2 separate regions of the Mus musculus genome follow, and region 1 is linked to region 2. Evidence: chromatin contacts called from public Hi-C data. All regions are on one chromosome and are shown on one strand. Each heading gives the region's core, a stretch centred on a gene start, on an enhancer-like site or on the middle of the called end of the contact. The rest is flanking DNA. Distances are from core to core; before and after follow the strand shown. Region 1 has its middle 76 kb from the start of Pitrm1. Region 2 has its middle 160 kb from the start of Gm35615.

The links. Hi-C and Micro-C count contacts between places; a contact is called where the count stands out from the background.
Region 1: a contact with region 2 is called in a Hi-C map of cortical neurons, with 2.5 times the contacts expected there. The contact joins two enhancer-like sites. A contact is called at or near these places in 1 of 15 datasets of contacts at CTCF or cohesin (the NIH/3T3 cell line), 7 of 484 Hi-C or Micro-C datasets (the C2C12 cell line, bone marrow-derived macrophages, cerebral cortex and 4 more) and 3 of 115 datasets of contacts at active chromatin or transcription factors (VIP interneurons, embryonic fibroblasts and neural progenitor cells).

The regions. Positions count from the first base shown.
Region 1 is chr13:6,469,017-6,475,758 of GRCm38.p6, forward strand. No RefSeq gene overlaps it. Among named protein-coding and RNA genes, the nearest start is that of Pitrm1, 76 kb to the right of the region's middle. Within about 2 kb of position 4,990, at least 56 of the 459 cell types and tissues checked have an H3K27ac peak or open chromatin away from gene starts, as enhancers often do.
Region 2 is chr13:6,124,279-6,130,807 of GRCm38.p6, forward strand. No RefSeq gene overlaps it. Among named protein-coding and RNA genes, the nearest start is that of Gm35615, 160 kb to the right of the region's middle. Within about 2 kb of position 3,198, at least 27 of the 459 cell types and tissues checked have an H3K27ac peak or open chromatin away from gene starts, as enhancers often do.

The sequences.
Region 1 (6,742 bases), core at 3,740-6,239, 350 kb after region 2:
TTGTGGGGTGTATATTTTCTATTTATATTCCAAGTAGTATGCATAGATTTTTATTAGACTCTGTCATGGTCCTCAACTTTCACCTTCACACATTCCCCTCCTACATTACTAAGTGAAGGAACGTCAGTTCTTGCTATGAATCACAGTCACCGGTAAGCAACTGAGATTTTGTGTCAACTTCTTGAAACCTGGAAGAAGCCCAACTGCACTTGTGTTGATTTGTGTAATGGCACTGGGGTCTGTGGTATAGGAAGTCACTGAGTCTGCCAACTCGTGCTTTGAACATGACTATACCCCATATAATAATTACATATATGCATTTCAAAACTGCTAGAGGATGCTATGCGCTGAGTGTTTGCTATTCCAAAGCTCATCCTGCTCTTTATCATTCACTGACGTTGACCCTTAATGAAGAGGGAGACAGCTCACTTCCTTCAGCATCTAAAGAAGACAGTGTTTACTGCAGCCTCCGAGGAGATAATTATCGGCCGCACTGCCACCTGCTGGAAGACTCAGAAGAAAGCTTCCTTCCCTTCTTGGAAAAACCCCTGGGGAGAGAGCCCAAGAGACAAAGGTCACCTGCGATGAGTTTCCCCAGCAAGACTATAACTTGAGACTTATTTTCAAAACCAGCCTCGTCCAGTCCATTCAGAATGCAGAGCCCCTCCCAGGAGTTCTTTCTGCTCAGTGGAGGCTGAAACTGATGGGCAGTCAGCCAGGAAGTGCCTGAAGCTTTGGTTCAAAAATGAGATTCAGAGCATGTGTTGGACTGTGACAAGGGAAGTGAAGGACATCGCTCATGCTCACACATGCCTATGCCTGGGTTGTTCCTCTCAGAGGCTCTGTGGTACACTCCCACCATGCACTCTCTCTCCTCCTCCATCTCCTGAACCTTTCTCCCTCCCTCCTCTCTCCATGTTATTTATCTTCATCTCTCTTTATGTCACCACAATGTCTAATACACACACACTATGCAGGTTCACACATACACCCAGATACATACCTGCCCACACATACACACAGCATTATCACCACACGCATGGACACACCATACAGACACGTGTGTTCACAGGTGTGCCAACGCGCCTCATAGGCAGAGAGAGTCTTGAGGTCGGCAGCTTACTATGCAGGCTGTTAAGCTCTCATAAATACCTAGAATATCAAAAGACAGATTTGTCCAAGACCTGTGCATTTCCTATTTGTAGTTCACTAATTGTCTACTTTATGTGACTGCTAATGCTTACTCAATATGCAGGAAATTGACATAATGACAGAGTTGGATGTGTTCTCGGCCCTGGGGTTCTAATATGCCTGATTTCAGTCAGCATGCATAAACGTGGAGTATTCAGGGTCTCCGACATGATGAGGAGTTTACGGAGACTGGATTGCTTCTAGAAACACCCAAGACAACGAAACATGGCATGATATGATTGCCATGGTAACGAGGGTATTCCAAATGAAAATCACTACGGTGCATCACTAATTTAGGGCTCCACTAAACACCAAATAATATTTCTCTTAAGAATGCTGAGCTGTGGTTCCTGGTAATGCAGGGTCCTGTAGCAAATGCCACACTGCAGAAGAAAAGTACAGGGGAAATTCTCCGCATACTGTGCAGGGTTACTGTGGATACCCCAAGGGTGGGAGTCAGACCACATCCACTCATGGTGGTTCATTTAGAGAAGTTCTTAATATATTGCAACTGCGACATACACTAGTAATTTTCCAAACCTGGGATTTGGTTTAGAAATCAGCTCAAATCTGGTTGGCCCTTGTGTCTAGTCTAAGCTGAATCATTATTCCTGCATGTGGCTCAAACCGCATAATGGTATAAGAGGTGCAGGCATGAAAGGAACGTGTTAGAGGCACAGCTAGGAATCCGCAGCCAAGAGAGGCCCGATCCTGTCTATTTTCACACCCTGGCTGCTCATTGCATATGCAAAGAAGCAGCCTCAACTTTCTCAGGTCACACAGCATCAGCCTCGTGCCTCAAGCTCTTTTTCATTTTATTTGGATTGGTTCAAAGAAGAGGCTCCTTGCAAATCCTAATTCTCACCTCTGCAACGACAGGGCTAAATTAAAAGAAGAGCATTAGTCTGGTTTACTTTTCTTTCAGGGGTTTTCTAAGAAATGTTCCCTTCTATTTCTGCCCTCTGGTTCCTTTTTGTCTCCCTTAATAGTTGCCCACTGAAGGTCAAACACAGAAGACATGAAGCATAATGCGAACAGCGGGGATCCCAGAGACACACAGCCTGCATTCCGAAATCTACTTTGACTTTGAACTTGGCTTTGGAAAAGTTACAATTTGTTTTCAACCTGATCAGTAAAATCGAGGTCAGCTACATGAGAGGTGACTGGGGTGTGTCCGGTGTCCTGTCCATGCCCGCTAAGTGCTTGTCAGTCTCCATATGCCCTGCAGCCTACCTGAGGATTGAATGGGGTCCTTATGCTAGACCAAGTGGGAGCCTTTAGAAATCTTATAGACCCATTAGAAATCACCCTTACACTGCCCTGGAGAGTATCCGAGGGTTCTGTCCACAGGGGGTAAAAACGAGATCCTCCCTCATTAAGGCTATGCTATTAACTCGGAAGTTCTTGCACATTCGCTGAATGAACTTCCAAACAAAAAATAAAAAATTCTGTAGCTTAGAATCATAGTTTTCCTAAATGCTGAAATAATTTTATGCCATTTCCCCTACTAATTACCATCTCATTATTATTAGAAGAACGCTTTCCTTGAAATCAACACAATTTTTGCTCTAGTTCATTTTAGCCGCATGGCAGGAGGCCTCGGTGACTCCCATTCAGAGGAAGGTAGCGACACCTAGTGGTGTCTTACTCGAGATGCAATCCTTTCACTTCTACCTGGTTGGATGCCAGTATGAGGGTTGGCTCCTAGGAACTCAAAACATTAGTAAATACTTCGTTGCCTTGTGTTAGAGTCTTCCCGAATATATGCAGATAGTAAAATAAAATAAATCCTTGAGCATCTGAAGTTCTTGAGAACACTTGACCTCAATGAACCTGATCCAAAATCCTCTCTGCGATAAGCTCCCTGGGTCATCAGACAAAATGGATTTCCTATCCCCAGGAGTTTATGAGTTGTCACGGCAACCAAGAAGTTCTTTCTTTTGTTTTGAGGTGGTGTCTCATATATCCCAGGCTAGCCTCAAACTCATTATATAGCATGGAGGCCTTTTAACTTCTGCTCCTTCCGTACTCCCTTGCAACTTTGGATTACAACCTTGTTCACACGGTGCTAGGGAAGGAGCCCAGAGCCCTATGCATAAAATTATGTGTGTGTGTGTGTGTGTGTATTTAACTTTAAATGAACTTCCATTCTTTATGTAATAACTTCCTAATGAAGCCAACTATAACGTGGGAATTATTAATTGAACATCCTTCATTTCACAGGGACTTTCTGCCTACACCCTTGCATGATGAACTAACTAGTGGGTACTGCCATCATTTCTCTGCATCCTGAAAAAAAAAAGCTAACACGAGACACAGAAGAGGCCTAATAGCTCTTCATATTCTGAAAGCAGGACTTTGTGATAAGGAATTCTCAGTGGGAAGAGTCATGTGCATGTTCCCCGCACAAACACAGACCGCAAAGATGTGGATTATAAGTGAATCATTAATAAACATGTGTGCATACTCTTCTGTTGGTTGGATTGATCCCTTTCTCCTTAATCTCTCACTAAAATCACAGTTATGAGGTTGGAGGAATGGCTCAGTGGTTGAGAGCGCTGGCTACTTACTCCTTCTGAGGACCTGGGTTCAATTCTGAGCACCCACACGGTGACTCACAACTTTAGTTCTGGCAACTTTGGGTGCTGCATGCACAAGGTGCACAGACACACGTGAAGGCAAAACACCAGCACACATAGGGTAAAAACAAATAAATCTTTCAAAAATGCAAGATGATGATAGTGCAGTGGGTGATTTTGCATTGTGGAACTAAGATATCACCATCTTGCCTGATGAGAGACTGTCTTTGGAGCAGAGGAATTCTTTTTTAATGCTAGAACAGGAGAGCACAGTATGGTCTGTATCCATTTTTTAATACTAGGTCTTGTGTAGCATAGGTGTGCATTGACCTCGATATGTAGCTAAGAATAACAGTGGACTTCTGATCCTCCTGTCTACATATTGCACATGTTGGCATTGTGGACGTATATCGTCAAGTGGGATGCATGCTAGCTAGGCATGTTCTACCAATTAATCTCCATTTCCTAAGCCCAAGAACTCACTGCCTCCAGTGATTCTTTCTGAGGTGAGAGTGTCCTCATTGGATCTCACTGTTTACCCTTCGCCTAGGAATGTCCCCTGCCCTTTGTAGAGCCCCTTGCCAATACTGTTCTTACATTTATCTCTTCATTATTCACCAGAGATAAGCCCTTGCATCTGCATGAAATGTGGATGTACGTGGAAACCTGGAGGCTATGTGTCATAGAAAAAGACCTGACCCGGCTACATGCAATATACCTTATTTGTCCTCAGCTGTGTAGAGGCTGTCCAGTGCACACGTGGGCAGGGAAATATGTAGACAATCAAGACAGAAGAATGCCAGGAAATCAGAGCCTTGGGCAACAGCATGCATCATGCAGCCGCTGCTCAGTGGGAATAAAAGGGCTTGAGGGGTTTTTTTTTCCCCTGCTGTTTTAAAATTGATATAAATAGATGTCATGCCGCTCTGTTCTTAGCCATAGTCACCACTGGGAATGGCTGTCAAAAGCCTATTCTATTGTAAAGACGCGTGGTAAAAATACGAGTTATACATACTCCTCTTCGAGCCCGCATTATGTATGTTCTGTATTACCAACAGGATCTCCATCCAGTCCAGGACACTTGCCTTAAAATGTAATTCAGCCTGCAGCCTGGGTAGTGTCATTTTGTAAAAAGGATTATGTGCTATAAATAACCATCCCTCAAACCTAGAAGTGGGACGGCTCATGAATAACTCATGAGCCATGGGCTGAGGCTCTGCCCTTTGAATCACAGAACATGTGTTCCCAGTCTCAAGAGGGAGAGAGCCTTCATTCTGTCCCCCTTTCAAATGCTAGGCTTGGACCAAGCCCAAGTCCTTCTGGGATAATCCATTGAACTCCACACTCCTCTCCTTTCTCATCTGTGTCTTCTCTCTGGCTTCCCTGCTTCAGCGGGGAGGCAGGTTCTGGACCTAAGGGCCTGAATCAATCTCTCTCTCTCTCTCTCTCTCTCTCTCTCTCTCTCTCTCTCTCTCTCTCCACTAAGTTCCCAGGTACGATCTAGATATCCTTCTGGGTTTCAATATAGTTTGTGTTCTGGTGCCTAGGGCCCAGCTCAGCCCCTGCAGGCCACAGAAAGCTTGGCCTGTTTCTGCTCTAATTTCTACTGGCAACCTTTGACCTTAGCAGGGATGATGTGGCTACAAGCCAAGTAGAGCCCATCAGAAGCCAGATGACAAGGACAACAGGATGGCCTCTGAGATTAAGAGACCAGCATGTTAGCTATTCAGAGCAGCAGGTCAGCCTGGTATTTGTTTTTGTTGGATTTTTGTTTGTTATTGGATTTTGGGGGTTTTGGGGTTTTATTTTTTTAAGGTTTTTGTTTTTTGTTTTTGTTTTGTTGTTGTTTTATTTGCTGTGGGGTATTTGTTTTTGTTGTTGATTTTTGGGTATTTGTTTTGTTTTGGGTTTTTTGGTCACCTATGTGGAGCAAAGTCAGATGTACATGTGCATGGAGGCCTGAAAGCAATCTTCAGTGTTCTTTTTCAGGATCCAGCCATCCTGGAATTTGAGACATGATGTCTTCCCTAGGACTCCCCAGTTAAGTTGCTTACCCAGTGAGCCTCGGAGACCAACCTATCTCCACACTCTGACACTGGGCATTTCAAGTACACATCTCCCTGCTGGTTTTTATTCATGCTGGTGTTGGGGATTGAACTAGGGTCCTCACATAAGCATGGCCAGCATATTACTTTCTGAGGTATCGTTATAGCCCTGATGGACTATCTCCACACCGTCCATTTTCCTGTTTTTTGAAGACGGGGATTCATATGATACAAGCTAGCTTCAAACTCGTTACATGTCTGAGGATAGCCATGAACTCCTGATTCCCCCTGTCCTTGCCTCCTGAGTGCTGGCACTGCAGGTGTGCCTACCATGCCCATCTTCAACCAGATCTTTGTAAAAAGCTGCACTGTTCTCCGTGCCTCAGTTAGCCAAGGCTAAATTGGAAGGAAGGAAAGAAGGCATCTGGGAAAGCATTGACGTGGTTTTGGGAAGTACCGGGGAGGCTCGGGTAGACTGAAAACATGGCCTCTAGACGGGCATGTGACAACACCAAGCACAAAGACCTGGTATCTTTATGGGTCTCCAGACCATATCCTGGCTAAGCATCAACTTAGATCAGTTCTGGAGAAAGAAATGATCAAACGAAAGGACAAATGATGATTTCTGTGATGACCTTCTGCCTGTTTTTCCCCTAGCCACATCCAAATGAAACTTCCGGAGCCAGCTTCAACTCCACAGCTTACTACTGTTGCTAGGAACAGTGGAGGGGATTCAGTTCCTGAGGGGAAAGGGAGACCTGAAAAGTGAAATGAAGAAGCCAGATGGGATCCCCTGTTCCAGGCTGAGACCTCAATCAGGAAGAAACACAGCCTCCTCGTGCAGTGCTAAAATAATCAGATTCTGTGCAAACCTATGACAAACAAGATGGTAAAACTTTTAAGACGTCACTATTACGATCCTTCCCC
Region 2 (6,529 bases), core at 1,948-4,447:
TTCCCTTTCTGGATACTCACTGCTTAGATTAGGTTGGATGGTCAGGGAGCATCCAAGGACCCTCTTGTCTCTGTCTCCCTAGTTTCTGGGATTGTAAGTGAACATAGCCATGTCTTGCTTCTTTTCATGGGTTCAGATGATTGAACCCAGGTCCTTGTGCTTATATGACAAATATTGGGCAACTGAGTTATATATCCAGCTCCAAGAACACATTGTTCTTAAAACATCATAGAAACTATAAGCCAATGGAGTCTTGATCAAACACAACTTTGTAAAATTCCTCTTGATCTGAAAAGGTGGCTCAGTGGCTAAGAGTGCTTGGTGCTCTTTGTAGGACATGGATTCACTTTTCAGAAGACATATAAGGTATGTCATAACACTTATAACTACCTGTAACTTCATCACCAAGGGACCTGATGCCATATAGACAAGGAATTCAGCAACATCTCTTCTAAATATAAAGTAGAAGGCAACAATTTTTTGTTGCATTCTTTGTTTTGAGTATTTATGCACATTTGAACAATGGTCAGCTCCTGCTGAAGTTTTCTCTCTCTGGAGATAAGCTTTAAAGGGGAAGACCACATGATGCCCTCGATGATGGAGCCTTACCTTAATGCTCAAGGTCAAGGCCAGTTCAGGGCAGGAGAAGCATCATGTTTGTCTGACCATGTATAGCAAATGACACAAATCAGTTATAATTTAGGCTGAGCATGATGAGGACTAGGCTGTTGTGGTGATGTCTCTAATCATTCTAGCTATAACAGTTGGTTATTTCTGAAACAGCTTCTTGTTATCTGGAAATCTGAAGGGAAAAGCAAGGAAGAGAGAGTCAAAGAGACAGCAAATGATTTTATGAGTAGAGCAGGAATTTGAACCTGGCTTAATTCTGTCTTAATTGTTTCTTTATTCTTTCCTCAAAGACTTGGGGAATATTTGGCTTATTCTGTTTATATCATTTTTCTTTTTATCAATTAGGATGGACTGGTTGGTCTAATGGACAAATTTACCATAACTTGGAAGGAAAACTACTTGTTTAATCAGGGTCTTCGTAAGTTGATCAGACTTGCCTTGAATGGGTTTTCCTTTCTCTGTCTTTGTCTCACAAACTCCTGGGACTGTAGCCTTTCTGGCATGCCTGACATTAATTATGCTTACTAAACCATCCTTTGTGCCTGGAGTGCTAAATTTGGGTTTTGATACCAAAGAGTTTGACCTTGGTTAGGTCCAACAAGACTACCAGTAATTCCTCCATGACCAAAAGTCTTCGGTGGGGGGGGGGGGGGTGTTTCTCACTCTCCAAAAAGGACAAGAATTCTTGCCAAGAATTCCAGGGCTATGAGGGCCTTCAAGTCAACTTATTGGATGTAGATAGAGCTGTATGAGTTGCTGAGAGCAAGTAGCCCAAGGAATTACATCTTCACTCTGATAAACTTTTGATTTGACAGCCTGATAATGTACAATAGGATGCTGCTTAGAAAGTGTCATCATTTAAAGCCTGTTTATTGATTTCTGTATTTATTGTGTAAATTACTAATAGATGGATCTTATTGGCATTCATGGCTTCTCTTCTGTTAAAATGATATTGGTCCTGACTCTGGCTCTCTCTTGGGACTATTAGTCTGTCATCTTCAAATCTTCCACTTAATCTTCTACTTTTGTGGACTACAAACATGCTATCCTACTTCATGCAATACGTAACTAATTTAATTAAGAACAAAAGAAAGTTTGTATGCAAATAAAACAAGATCATATGTGTATGTGCACATCTATGTGTGTGTGCATATAAGTGTACATGTTCATAGGTGCACATGCACATGTTCATGATTTGTAAACACTTGATTATTGTTCAAAAGGAAAATTTGGAGGAAAGATTGGGAAAAAAAGGAACTTTTCAGGGAGACATAGATTTTAAAGGAAGAATCCAAAACAACTTTCAATGTGATAGGCACTCAGGATCAAAGAACCACCAAATTTTGGAAGCTGTACAGTCTTGTGAAGAAGGGAAACCAGATCTAAGGACATGTACTAGGAAGGAATAGGCCACCATTTGAACAACTGTAAAGGAGAGAACCACACAACATAAAGACATAGTGGACACAGCCATAGGTGCTCAGAGGTATGACCCAGATCACACAGATTTTCCTATGCTCTATCTTTATCATTTTTATGTTTATTTTCTTTCCACACTTTTGCTATTAGAATGCAAAATAAGAGAAAGAGAAGAGTAAACATATCCCCCTAAAGAGAGACAGTGTTTCTGACTAAGTGTTTGTTTTCTATTATTCTGTAGCCTTTTAATAGACTCCTCTCTTTAAAGACAAACAATAATGTGATAAAGGAAGTAAAAATAATTATTTATGTTTTGTTTGTTTCCATCTATAAAGTATTTCCCTGCTCTTTCTAAAAGGAATGTGAGACACCCATATTGGTCTTGGTTAGGTAACAAGATGGGAACTAAACTGTTAAACACTCCATTAAAAATTAGAAAAACTTCTCTATATTCATTCTTCTTTTGATTACAAATAATATTATTTTATTATTCACTGTTAAATGATTTTTATGACATTTCAACTTGTGATCAAAAGAACAGCAATAACCATCTTCAGATTCCAAAAATACTATCAAATGAAAGTCATTACATACTGACATAACCCTGGATACAAATGACAAAAAACACACATGTGACATTTAACAGGCATTCTGCCAAACAGAGTAGCTGGGTACCCAACTTGAGCCTTGTCATCACCAAAAACTATTTCTCAATGTAAGAAGGAATGAACTGTAATGATAATGCTAAGAATGTCTTTGTAATATTTGAGACAGACTTATCTTGAGGAAAGTGGACTCAGAAGAATTGCAAATAAGAACTTGGAAGTGTTTAAAAGGATGAATATAGGGCTCATGGTCTATATTGATGCTCTTAGGTTGCACAAATCCAAAGAATGTGTGCTGAGATGAAAAATTAAAAAGATATTTGAGATGTCATAGAGCAGAGATGGCTGTCAAAGGCAAAAGGCTAGTCTTGCAAAGAATTCAGAAATTTTTCTGAAGTAAAAGCCCTTTTCTTTTGACTTTGAAGCATTCATTTTTACTCCAGGGAAATTACAGATTTCTTAGAAATGAGCTCTACTGGAAGAACAGCATGGAAAAATATCTTTACCACAAGTAAGTCATTTGAGAAACAACTCAGTTTCTCAAGTATGTAGAGCCATTCATGTAAAATGCATTTGACTCATCATTGGTTGGAAAGCTATATTTAGTGGTGATGCTGGCAGGGTATTTTTGGAAATAGTGAAGTGCATAGAAGTTTAAAAATGTTGAATTCATTTAGGAGAGAGCATTTTTCTTTTGGAGATATGCAGAAATGTCCAATACTGACCTGATTCTAAAGCCTTAATTTTGACACCTCACCCCATCGCTAAATGCTGCTACAGATAAACCTACAAGACATCACAGCAGGACCTGAGGTGAGAACCACTCCAGAATCCTTCCAGGATCTACAGCAACAGTTCCTTGGAGATTACAGTTCCAGAATCAGAAGACCTCAGGGACCCATCTCCTTGTCTACCAATCTCAACATGGACCTTACAAACTAGCACACAGATCCCATCACCTAACCACAGTCCACACAAAGCATTGATTGAATGTTTCTTAAAAAGCTACCTTCCTCTAAGTATTCTTAAGCACTTCTGCTTGACATTATATCCCAGAGGAAGTTAGTAAGCCCAGGGTTCCACAGAGAATGGGGGTCAAGGGAACTGAGAACACGTTACAGGAATACAACACTTCTGGCTGAGATTTAGATGTGGTTTCCTGAGCTCTATACTGACTGTCCTTCAGTGAGTCTTTCCTCTCATGCATTTCTTTTCTACATGACAGACCCAAAGAAGCATCACCTTTCTATGCACAAACCATATTTGCTCAAACATTCACCTGCTCTACACTGCCAAATCTCCGCATCTCTTCTCTCTAATAGTTTTTCCTTGGCACTCTGCTGGGTTTGTCTCATGATCCCATTTGCAGATGTGCCTTCTACTGACCATAGGATGCTGACAAGTAGCCATCAAATTCCCAATTCCAGCCAGAGTACTAACCATACACGCAGGGAGAAACAAGAGCCATGTACAGATGTTCAGCTTGTCTACCTTTCAGAACAAAGCTTTGGGCTGGGGACATAGCTCTGTTGGCAAATCACTGACCTAGCATGAACAAGGCCCTGGGTTTGTTCCTCATCAACAAGAAAGCTGGGGGTGGCAAGCCCTGCCCATAATCTCAGCACTTAGCAGGTAGAGGCAGGATATCAAAAGATCTTGGACATCTTCAACTACAAAGTGAGCTAGGCTAGGATGGACTATATGAGACACTATCTCAAAAGAACAAAATAAAACAAAAGTGAAACCTTATTTAAATCTGATTCAACAAAATATTGTAAAGCATAAGACTAACAGGAGACTTAAATATTTGATCACTTTACACTTTACTTGCTAGAAATTGACCTTTATGAAGGTAGCTATTTTAAGGCTCATATTTAAAAGGTCGTGTATATATAAAGTGTGTCCAAAAAAACATGTTAAAAATGTACTCTCTAAGCCAGATGGCCTGGACTTGATAACATTGTATCTACCCTACCCCCTGTTTTGTTCCATTCCATGCTCAGATGTTTTTATGTTTTATTTTTCTACTATACAAATAAGATATATTACTATAACATGGATATATTTAGTTATCTATTTTGTTAAATAAATGGTTTGTTTATTAAGATTTGGTAAGGAATGCCTGAATACACACAGGATGTGTTCCATCATAGAAGCTGTAAAATAAGGAATGTGAAATTCCAGATACACAGTGTGTCTGCTGACAGGCCATTCCTGTCAGTGATAGAATTCTGATCCCAATGACCCCTAATTAAGTGCAGACATGGGAGTTTCCCATTCCCTCTCAATGTCCCTGGGCTCTCAGATGGTGGCATAGGCATACTTTCAGAAAGTCCTGTTGACAGTCTCTAGATGGTCCATCCTTTCGTCTCAGCTCCAAACTTTGTCTCTGTAACTCCTTCCATGGGTGTTTTGTTCCCAATTCTAAGAAGGGGCAAAGTGTCCACAATTTGGTCTTTGTTCTTCTTGAGTTTCATGTGTTTTACAAACTGTATCTTGTATCTGGGGTATTCCAAGTTTCTGGGCTAATATCCACTTATCAGTGAGTACATATCATGTGAGTTCTTTTGTGATTGGGTTACCTCACTCAGGATGATACCCTCCAAGTCCATTCATTTGCCTAGGGATTTCATAAATTCATTCTTTTTAATAGCTGAGTAATACTCAATTGTGTAAATGTACCACATTTTCTGTATCCATTCCTCTGTTGAGGGACATCTGGGTTCTTTCCAGCTTCTGACTATTATAAATAAGGCTGCTACGAAGATAGTGCAGCATGTGTCCCATAATCAGCCTCTAAACGCTGACGCCATTGCATATGCCAGCAAGATTTTGCTGAAAGAACCCTGATATAGCTGTCTCTTGTGAGGCTTTGCTGGTGCCTGGCAAACACAGAAGTGGATGCTCACAGTCAGCTATTGGATGGAACACGGGGCCCTCAATGGAGGAGCTAGAGAATGTACCCAAGGAACTAAAGGGGTCTGCAACCTTATAGGTGGAACAACATTATGAACTAACCAGTACCCCCAGAGCTCCTGTCTCTAGTTGCATATGTAGCAGAAGATGGCCTAGTGGGCCATCATTGGGAAGAGAGGCCCCTTGGTCTTGCAAACTTTATATGCCTCAGTACAGGGAAAAGCCAGGGCCAAGAAGTGGAAGTGGGTGGGTAGGGGAGTAGGGGGGGGGGGGGAGAGGGTATGGGGGACTTTTGGGATAACAGTTGAAATGTAAATGAAGAAAATACCTAATTAACAAAATTTAATAAAAAAAGAAAGAAAGAAAGTCCTGTTTAATTCAGGCTTCTTGAAAAACATTTAAAAATCAGACGATGTGCCTGTAGAAGGAATCACTCTCACACAAAAAGATAATTCCACTTAAGATATTTTCTTAAACAACCTAAATAGTGAGGTTTTAGCAGTCATTTAATATGACAGGTAGTTAAAGCTTGTCACATTATGGGGTGGGACAGTATTACAGAACAGATGGTTCATCAATGTAAATAAACAATTCGAAGTATACAAAATACCACGCCAGATCCATGCTAGAAGATACCATTTCTCCCATTCCTGCAGTGCTCTCATTGATAATTCACAAAAGCCCCTAGGAAATCTGGCAATTTGCTGTGCTTATCTGAAGACCTGAAGGGATGTCATTAAGACTGACATTCATAAAATGCCTGGCTTTCCCATGCATTAAACTTTACCTTGTGAGAAAGCAGGAGATAAGATGATGCAGATGCCTGCAAAGCAGATGTGTTCAGGGCTTACGACTTGTTGCTCTCTGCTTTTTCTTGTCTCACTAGCCCCTTTTGGGACGAGAGGCTATGTTCTCATGGCAGATAAGTTTCTCAGCTAATAGATAGCTCTGGAATGTAT